Linked DNA regions of Mus musculus: all the other regions are linked to region 3. Evidence: chromatin contacts called from public HiChIP or PLAC-seq data. All regions are on one chromosome and are shown on one strand. The core of a region is the stretch at or near the end of the contact, and the rest is flanking DNA. Distances in the headings are between cores, read along the strand shown. Region 1 overlaps Gipc2 (GIPC PDZ domain containing family, member 2). Region 2 overlaps Gipc2 (GIPC PDZ domain containing family, member 2). Region 3 overlaps Ak5 (adenylate kinase 5).

Region 1 (3,002 bases), core at 161-2,660, 360 kb before region 3:
TGGAGCCAAGGTGATGAGAAATTCAAGAGCCATCTTAATCTACATATAGCCAACTCAACACACAGGAGACCCTAACTGAAAGATCTGAAGTGTAAACAGAGGATTCTCAAAAGATGTGATGAGCGTAGCAGCCACAGAGGAAGACTCGGGAGACAGCAGGAAGATGAGAAACCTCTTGGCTGGAAGAGTAGGTTTAGAAGTAACTAGGAACCTTGAAGATTGAAAAAAAATCATGGAACTGGAAGAGTAGAACGGAAGATAGGTGGAGTGTGCGTAGCACACACACATCAACAACCCAGCACTGACAACCATCAGTGAAGCACATCCAGAGGCCACCAGGACTTATGCCCCAAAGTCCTCTGTATAATAAATGAGGACACTGCTGAGACTGCATTCCCAGGGGAGGGCTGGGGTCTTGGTGACTTGCTAAAAGGATGGGCGTGGAGGTCTGGAGAGACAGCTCAGACAGTAAAGCACTTGCCATGCAAGCATGCAGAACCGACTTCATTCCTGTGAGCCCATATGGAGGAGGGTTACAGGAGAGATGGCTCAGAGGTCAAGGACACTTGCTGCTCTTGAAGAGGACTCTGATTTCTAGACCCTGCTTTAGGCAGCTCACAACCACAGGATAAGGGGAGGAGAATCTGACCAAAATACACAACGTGCATAAGCATTGTCAAAGAGTAAATAAAAAACTTAAATTAGAAGCAGATGGAAATGAAGGAGGGGAGAGAGAGAGAGAGAGAGAGAGAGAGAGAGAGAGAGAGAGAGAGGAAAGAAGGAAGGAAGGAAGGAAGGAAGGGAGGGAGGGAGGGAGGGAGGGAGGAAGGAAGGAAGGAAGGAAGGAAGGAAGGAAGGAAGGAAGGAAGGAAGGACTTAGGTTTAGTGAATAGTGATCTGGGGCAAGACCATCAAAGCACAGGTTTGCCCTGTGCTTGTTCAGGAAATAGGGCCAATCCTACAACCATACACCTAAGAAAAGCTGTTGATATTCTACAACCTTTACCTGACTGACATCTCCACTCTGTTTCTGCACAAGAGCAGGCTGCCAAGGTTACCTCAAGTACCAGCCTACCTCCTAGGCATCAGCCCTGCTTCTCCCTCACACTCTGCTGGGCTTACTTCGTTGTCCTCAGAAATCAATAGTAGCACTGACTCCAAATTCCCAATCCCCCACCCTTGTGGCATTCTGTGGCTGGGTGTGGGAGCTCCACACAGGTCTGTAAATCCCATCCCCGTCTTCCTGGAGCTCACGTGTGTGAGCCAGGTTGACAGTGGATCCGCCTGTCCGTTATCTGTGTCTCTGGGAAATGCGAAAGACTGAAGAACATTTTATGTTCCCCAGAACTGCGGCAGAAGCACACGGTACTGATTCCCACAGGAGCTTGGCACCGGTGCCAAGGAGTCGGGAAGGGAAGATGCTTCTGAGAAGCCTCATAAGGCAGCTCATGCTGTGACTCACTAGGAAGTGGCTTTGTTTGCAAACAGCTGCAAATGTCACCATTTGTAAGACGGGTATGCTAATTAGCTTGACTGCAGTAATTGTATATATTAAATACAATATATCAAATTATATAAATATATATTAAATGCTGTTTCACACCTTAAACACAGACAAAATGTTTTTTATGTTAAAGGGAACTGTGCCAGCATGAAAACTTGAATTTGAATCCCCATTCGGACTTTGCTATGTATGCTTGTAAGACTACTACTAGGGAGTGGAGGCAAGCAGACCCTGGAAGCGAGATCCTGGTAGCCAGTTGGCCTAGCCAAAAAGGCAAGCTTCCAGCCTAGTGAGAGACTGTGTCTCAAGACAAGAGCTAGAAAGCAATAAAACACCCAACATCTGCCTCCACCCCTGCACTTACACAGAAAGGTATGTGTGCACCTGCAAGCTTATATGCTACACACACACACACACACACACACACATGCTTGCACACACGAAACTGAGTTGGATTGAAAATAAAGAGAAAATGTTAAAGACATGATGTTCCTCATTTTCCTGACTGAGAGCAGTCACTCCTCCATACAATATAAAAAGTTAATATCTCCATTAAGTTAAAGTTAATATAAAAAGTTAATATCTATATTAATCTAAAGATTTAATGCCAATGATGCAGAATTATAAATACTAAATTTGTGAGGATTCTTTTCCTTTTGTTCAGCAAATACACTTTAATAAAAAACATAAAACCACAGATACAGGGACAGAGCAGGGGATATAGTTCAGTTGGCAGTGTGCTTGCCCTCCCCAGTCCCCAGCGTAACATAAACTGTAACCACAACCATCACAAAACTGAGGAAAAAGGATTCCTGTGTGTGAGGAGAGCTTAGGCTGCACAGCACCTGACTCAAAACACACGGGAAGCAAATCAGAGTTCCCAAGGATGTCCCAGGTCACACAGCTTTTAGGCCCTCAGACTTGCACCAGTAAACAAACAAGACTCAAGTTGTAGCCCTTGGGGAGGTTTTTCTCTATGGGGTGGGGGGGGGGGGGCGCAGGACAGGCAGTAACGTCATGCAGTTAGGACAGTAGAAGGCAGCGGAGGAAAGTTAAGCAAGAGAGTGTTTAGGGTGCTGAACATTCTGAGGGGATGATCAGGTCAGCCTTGCCAAGAGGACATTTGCCAGAAGAAGCCCGTCCAAGACAACAGCCAGGGACCTCCTTCCTGCACACAAGAAACAGCCATAGAGCCAGCCTGGCTGGGGCAGAAAGAACGATGACCACATGAGATGAGAAGCCATGGAGGGTTTGGAGCACAGGATGAGACGCTGACTAATTCCCAGTAGAGATAGCAGCCCCAACGGAGTTCCGCTATAAAGAAGAGACGAGAGTGGTAAGCTTAGAATATGGGAGCAAGGGGTGGGATATGGCTCAGTGAATAAAAGTCACCCGGACCTGACGACCTCGTGACCTGTTGATCCGAGAGCCCCGTCTCTGGAAGCCACAGAATCACGAGTTGGATGCAGTGGTGCATATCTGTAAACCCAGCGCTCAT
Region 2 (2,897 bases), core at 376-2,875, 380 kb before region 3:
CTGTCTGTCTGTGCCTGTGTCTGTCTGTGTGTCTGTGTGCCCGTGTGTCTGCATGTGCGCACACATGTATGGGAGTGCCCTGGCATGCCTGTGGAAGTCAGAGGACAGCGCTCAGCAGCCAGTGCTCCCCTTTCTCCGTGTGTGTCCTGAGGACCTAACTCAGATTGTCAGGCTTTGCAGCAAGCATCTTTACCCACTGTGTCATCTTAACAGCCTGTTTTGTTGGATTTAGGTTTTTAGAGACACAGTCTCTCTAAGTAGCCCAGGCTAGCCTGCAACTTACAATACCCCTGCATCTGGCTCCTAAATAAGGGGAGCCTGTGCCAGTTTATTAAAGTTTATTAAAGCTTAATTCTCTACAGTGTGCCTGTAATGCAGTTTCACTATGAGGTCTAAAATCCATTAGATGGCACCGAGAATTCTGAAGAGAATCAATAGCATACCACTTAAAAATCTAGTTTCTAAACTGTGGCAGAAAATAACAAAGTTAAACAAAAGATTGACATCTAAAGGAGAAAAAAAACTTATAAAATACACTGTTAGATAACCATTTTTAACCCAATAAGGGATTTGAGAATCTGCATTTAATTTTGAATTTTTTTAATCTTAATTGATGTCTTAATTCACCTGAAGCCTATTTTTTTCTCTTGATTAATTACAAAAACAAATTGCAGTGTTCTCATATATATCTTTTGGTGTTTTTTAATATGTGTTATAAATTTATTTAAAATAAGGCAATACATAAGCTTAATCATGTAAAAGACTTAGAAGTGATGCATGACTCTTACCTGTGAATTAAAGGTCAGATTAACAATGAGACGCTATCACCCAAGCTGTGAGATGATAGAAAGGTCACCAGAGAGCGCCCAGGCCAGAAGGAGAAAGGCAGGCACCAGAAGTCGGACAGCAGCAGGAGAGAGAGTCAGAGCACCTGTGGGCCACAGACGTGGAGCAGAAACAGGAAACCAGAAAGGTAAAACCAGGAGAAGAGCACCCAAGGATGCTCTGTGTGTGAGAGCATAACACTGGCTAATTTACGTCTGACCTGAGCCCCGGACTCCTGAGCCAACGGAATAAAAACTGAGGAAGTGGGTGTGTCCATTAGGGTTCTGTAGTTATGATGAAACACCATCACCAGGGCTGGGAATGGCGGGGCATGTCTTTAATCTCAATGTTTTGGAGGCAGAGGCAGGAAGATCTCTGTGAGTTTGAGGCAACCTAGTCTGCATAATTAGTTCAGGACAGACAGGATTATATAAAGAAACTCTCTCTCTCTCTCTCTCTCTCTCTCTCTCTCTCACACACACACACACACACACACACACACACACACACACAGACACCAAAACAGAAAACAAAGAACAGCAATTAGAAAGAAAGGGTTTATTTGGCTTAGATTTCCTAGGTCCCTTTGAGGGAAGCCAAGGTAGGAACTTAAGGCAAGAACCAGGAGTCAGGAAGTGACACAGAGACCATGGACGGATGCTGCTTCCTGGATTGCTCCTCCCGGCTTTCTCAGCCTGCTCCCTTAGAAAACCTAAGGCCCTCTGCTCAGGAATGGCAGTGCACTCAGCGAGCTAGCACTCCTTCATCAATCATTAATCAAGAATATGCCCCAAAGGCCTGCCTATGGCAGTAGCTCTCAACCTATGAATCCCAGACCTTTGGAGCTGAATGGCCCTTTCACAGGGGTCACCTAAGACCATTGGAAAGCACAGATATTTACATTATGATTCATAACAATAGCAACACTACAGTTTCGAAGCAGCAATAAAATAATTTTAGGTTTGGGAGTCACCACAACAGGAGTAACTGGACTAAAGGCCACTGGTCTATAGGCATCTGATGGAGGCACTTTCTCAGCATAGGTTCCTCTTCCCAGATAACTCTAGCTTGTATAAAGCTGACGAAAGAAAGAGAGAAGGAAGGAAGGAAGGAAGGAAGGAAGGAAGGAAGGAAGGAAGGAAAGAAAGAAGAAAAGAGAAGAGAAGGGAAGGGAAGGGAAGGGAAGGGAAGGGAAGGGAAGGGAAGGGAAGGGAAGGAAAGGAAAGGAAAGGAAAGGAAAGGAAAGGAAAGGAAAGGAAAGGAAAGGAAAGGAAAGGAAAGGAAAGGAAAGGAAAGGAAAGGAAAGAACAAGTAAGAATGAGCAATATCTCGGTCAGCGCAAGTGTTGGCTATGTCTGCAAGCATGGGTATATAAAGTCCAGGAGTGGTGTGTGTGTGTGTCTAATCCCAGCTTGGAGAGGCTGAAGCAAGAGGACTCCTGGAACTTGCCCAGATCCCAGTGAGAGATCCTGTCTCTGAAAAGACAGTAGATAGCTCCTGAGGGACACCACCTGACATTGACCTATGGCCTCCACATACACCTATACACTTGGGAACCCTTTTTTATTTAAATGAGATGTTAATGAATATAAACTTCTGAAATACAATGTGTTTTAACAATCACACAGTATCTGAACAGAGTTTAATAATACTGCTCAGGGTATTATCTGGTCCAAAGAATCAAGAAAAATGAAAGACATGCATTATTTACTAGTATATATAGAATTATACTATTCTATATTCACTAAAGAATCTAAAGAACTTTTTCCTCTCGTCTTGGCCCTTCCAAAGTGGTCCCCTGAGTAATTTTCAGCACTTGGATAATTTCCCTGCTCCAGAGAGTATATCCTGTCTTTCAATATAAGAACACATCAGAAACAACAATATGAACTAACCAGTACCCCCCAGAGCTCGTGTCTCTAGCTGCATATGTATCAGAAGATGGCCTAGTCAGTCATCATTGGAAAGAGGCCCATTGGTCTTGCAAACTTTATATGCCCCAGTACAGGGGAACGCCAGGGCCAAGAAGTGGGAGGGGGGGGAGGGGAATGGGGGGTAGGATAGAGGGGACT
Region 3 (2,874 bases), core at 142-2,641:
ATGTATATTGTGTGTGTATGTGTATATAGTATGTGTATTGTGTGTCTGTGTATAGTGTGTGTATAGTGTGAGTTTATGTGGTGTGTGTGTGTATAGTATGAGTCTATGTGGTATATGTGTGTGTGCATATGTACTATGTGTTTGTACATGTGTGGTGTGTCTAGTGGTCAAAACCAGAGCCTTGAACACACTTGGCAAGTATTCTATCACTAAGCTTCAAACCCAACTCTTGTGTTTTGGACATCGGATCTTCCTATATAGCTAAGGTCGGCTGAGAACCCATTTCACAGCCCAGGCTGGCTTCACACCCATGAGTTTCCTGCCTTGCCTCCTGAATAGTGGAATTAGAGTCATGTGTTACCATGTCTGGCTTTATAAAGTTTTGGCATCTGTTTTGCTGTTCTATAGTACCAAACTCTGCATGGCACCACAGAGGCAGCCACGGTCTCACGTTCTTATCCCCTCCCACTGAGCCTCACACTGGAGCCATGGTGAACACTGTCCTTACTCTTGACCAACTGTCAATTCTGTGATTCAATGCTCAGTCAACAGAATGAAGCTGGGGAGAGGTTGCACTAGCTCCCAGACAGTAGTCAGCAGCCTCATGTGCTCTGTTTCCTCCGTCCTTCTCCCACCAGTGCTGCAGGGCAGACTGAGCTTGCCTGCATGGGCTTCAGAGGACATGTGGAGGGAAGTCTGAGTCACGGTGCTGCACCATCCCAGACAGGCTGGTCCCTGCCTCGCTAGCTGCTGGCCACCCGTACCAGATAGGTACAAGTAGATACCAGATAGGTATCATACCAGATAGGTACAAGTAGATACCAGATAGGAACAAGTAGAGAAACAGACTTGCCTGTTTACTCCAATGTCCATATTCACGTGTTTACCTGGGGTTCATGTAAGAAAATGGCTTATGCTATTGAAGGGGTTGGAGAGGCAAGCCTGACACTCACAGTTGTGAGTCTAGAGATGGAGGTGGCACCGGACATGGTCCATAGGACTTCATCTTTTTGGGGTAACCTTCAATGGATTGGATAAGGCCTCCAGGTTCTAGAGAGTAATTCTTGGTAATGGTAGTCAACTGACTGTTGATGTCAATGATATCTGCGAACCCCTATTCTCAGCCAAAGGAGACTCTCCAGTGGCACGGCCTGGACGTTGTACAGAGAACTCCAAGGGTGCAGCTGCTGAGTCTCCACACTCTTTTAAGGAACCCCTCAACTTTCTTGGTTCATGAAACTAGACTTGTCTGGGATGGTTTCTTTGGTCTGTGGTGAGTGCTCCATTTGGACTTGTTCACATTTTCCTCCAGGAAATCACTCAGTAGTGTCGTGGCTTCTTTGCAAGACTGACACGTGAGTCAGACCACAACACACTGTAAATGGGGAAGCCAGCCAAGAACAACCAACCCTGTAGATTCCAGAGGACCTGCTCAGCCAAGCTAGTGTCCAAACCTCATATGGAGAAATCACCAGAAGATGCTGGCTTAAGTCCCAAAGTTCTAGGCAGTGTTACAGCAATAGTTAACAGAATCCCAGCTTCCATTTTTGAAATGATATTTGAAAATCCCTCAGCCCAAGGACAAGTTGCCCTTTATTTTTCCACTCTGCTATCTATCTTTCTGTCTATCTGTCTGTCTGTCTATCTATCTATCTATCTATCTATCTATCTATCTATCTATTCATCCATCCATCCAATATATATATATATATATTGGGTAGCACAGGACAACACAGAAGTCATCTCGCAGCATGCTTTGCAGTGTGACCACCCCTAGTTGTGTACTCCTGGCCGTGAGCTGGGCTGGGAAGCCAGCTTTTAGAGGACCTCTTTCTCTTAAGATGGCAGCACGAAACTCCTCAGGCAGTAAAGAAAAACATTCACTGTCTTTTGAAAAGCCTTTGGGTTAAGTGTGTTTTGGGACTATTTAAAAGGCTCAATCACATCACCAGGAGCAGTGCACACTCAACTAAAACACCCACAGGTGCAAAACCAAGAAGCCACATGCTCCTTCCCATGTCTACAAGTCTCCCACAGGCAGCACTTAGACAACAAAGACACACCATGGAGGGGAGAGAGGAAAATGTTCAGAGAAGACAGAGCCTGTGCGGACTGAAGCTTCAGAAGTGAGGACGCTGCCAGTGAAAAGCAGGGTCACTAAGGAAGAGAGAAGACTTCCCTTTTCCAGACTAGAGACCAAGGCCTGCCCTTTAGGCATGGCTGCCCCCATACAGCGCCACAGCTGTGTACTGCACAGACATTCTGGGCCAAGGGGCTGTGTGGGCGTTGACTGCAGAAACCAATGTATGTGTCTCTAGTTGATGTAAAGATTAATGTGTCGATGCTTCTAATTTTAAATATTCAGAATATAACAGGAAGAAAATAAAAGAACAAGGATAAATGAAGGTTTGTAGGTTTTGCAAGCACACACACCCGTGGTCCCTGTCCGATCTGCAGTTGCTGACACCCGTGGTCCCTGTCTGTTCTGCAGAACTCATCTATCCTACGCAGTCTGCATGCTCACTTCATTTTCCAGCTGAGGACTTGCTGGCTAGCATGGCTCAGATTGGTTCTCTAAGCCTTCCCTCATTTGTGAAGACAAGGTCTCATTGTACAGCCTACGCTAGCCTTGAACTCTTGATCCTTCCGCCTCTATCTGCCTCCTGAGTGTTGGAACTGTAATTATACAAGCGTGTGCCACCATGCCCAGCCCCTAAGCCCTTGCTGATCCAGCTCAACACTTTAGCCGCTTCTCTGTACACATTCCCGAGTGGCAGCTGCTCCCTGCCTTCTGTGTTGATGGCTCACCGGAGAGCCAGCACTCCTTTCTCAGTGAAGAGAGGGATACTGTGAGGAGGGATGGGAGAGAGTAAG

Evidence for each region. HiChIP or PLAC-seq counts read pairs in DNA pulled down with a chosen protein or histone mark.
Region 1: a FOXA1 HiChIP or PLAC-seq map of pancreatic cancer cells shows a contact between it and region 3. The contact joins two enhancer-like sites. A contact is called at or near these places in 1 of 115 datasets of contacts at active chromatin or transcription factors (pancreatic cancer cells) and 1 of 9 other capture datasets (liver).
Region 2: a contact with region 3 is called in a FOXA1 HiChIP or PLAC-seq map of pancreatic cancer cells. The contact joins two enhancer-like sites. A contact is called at or near these places in 1 of 115 datasets of contacts at active chromatin or transcription factors (pancreatic cancer cells) and 1 of 9 other capture datasets (liver).

Annotation. Positions count from the first base shown.
Region 1 is chr3:152,154,326-152,157,327 of GRCm38.p6, forward strand. All of the region lies in intron 1 of Gipc2 (GIPC PDZ domain containing family, member 2), which reads right to left. Among named protein-coding and RNA genes, the nearest start is that of Gipc2, 10 kb to the right of the region's middle. Within about 2 kb of position 1,411, at least 43 of the 459 cell types and tissues checked have an H3K27ac peak or open chromatin away from gene starts, as enhancers often do. A contact at or near this core is called in pancreatic cancer cells, where this site is marked.
Region 2 is chr3:152,129,561-152,132,457 of GRCm38.p6, forward strand. The region is part of intron 2 of Gipc2 (GIPC PDZ domain containing family, member 2); the gene reads right to left. Among named protein-coding and RNA genes, the nearest start is that of Gm40179, 24 kb to the left of the region's middle. Within about 2 kb of position 1,626, at least 11 of the 459 cell types and tissues checked have an H3K27ac peak or open chromatin away from gene starts, as enhancers often do. A contact at or near this core is called in pancreatic cancer cells, where this site is marked.
Region 3 is chr3:152,511,335-152,514,208 of GRCm38.p6, forward strand. The region is part of intron 8 of Ak5 (adenylate kinase 5); the gene reads right to left. Among named protein-coding and RNA genes, the nearest start is that of 3110067G11Rik, 23 kb to the left of the region's middle. Within about 2 kb of position 1,392, at least 45 of the 459 cell types and tissues checked have an H3K27ac peak or open chromatin away from gene starts, as enhancers often do. A contact at or near this core is called in pancreatic cancer cells, where this site is marked.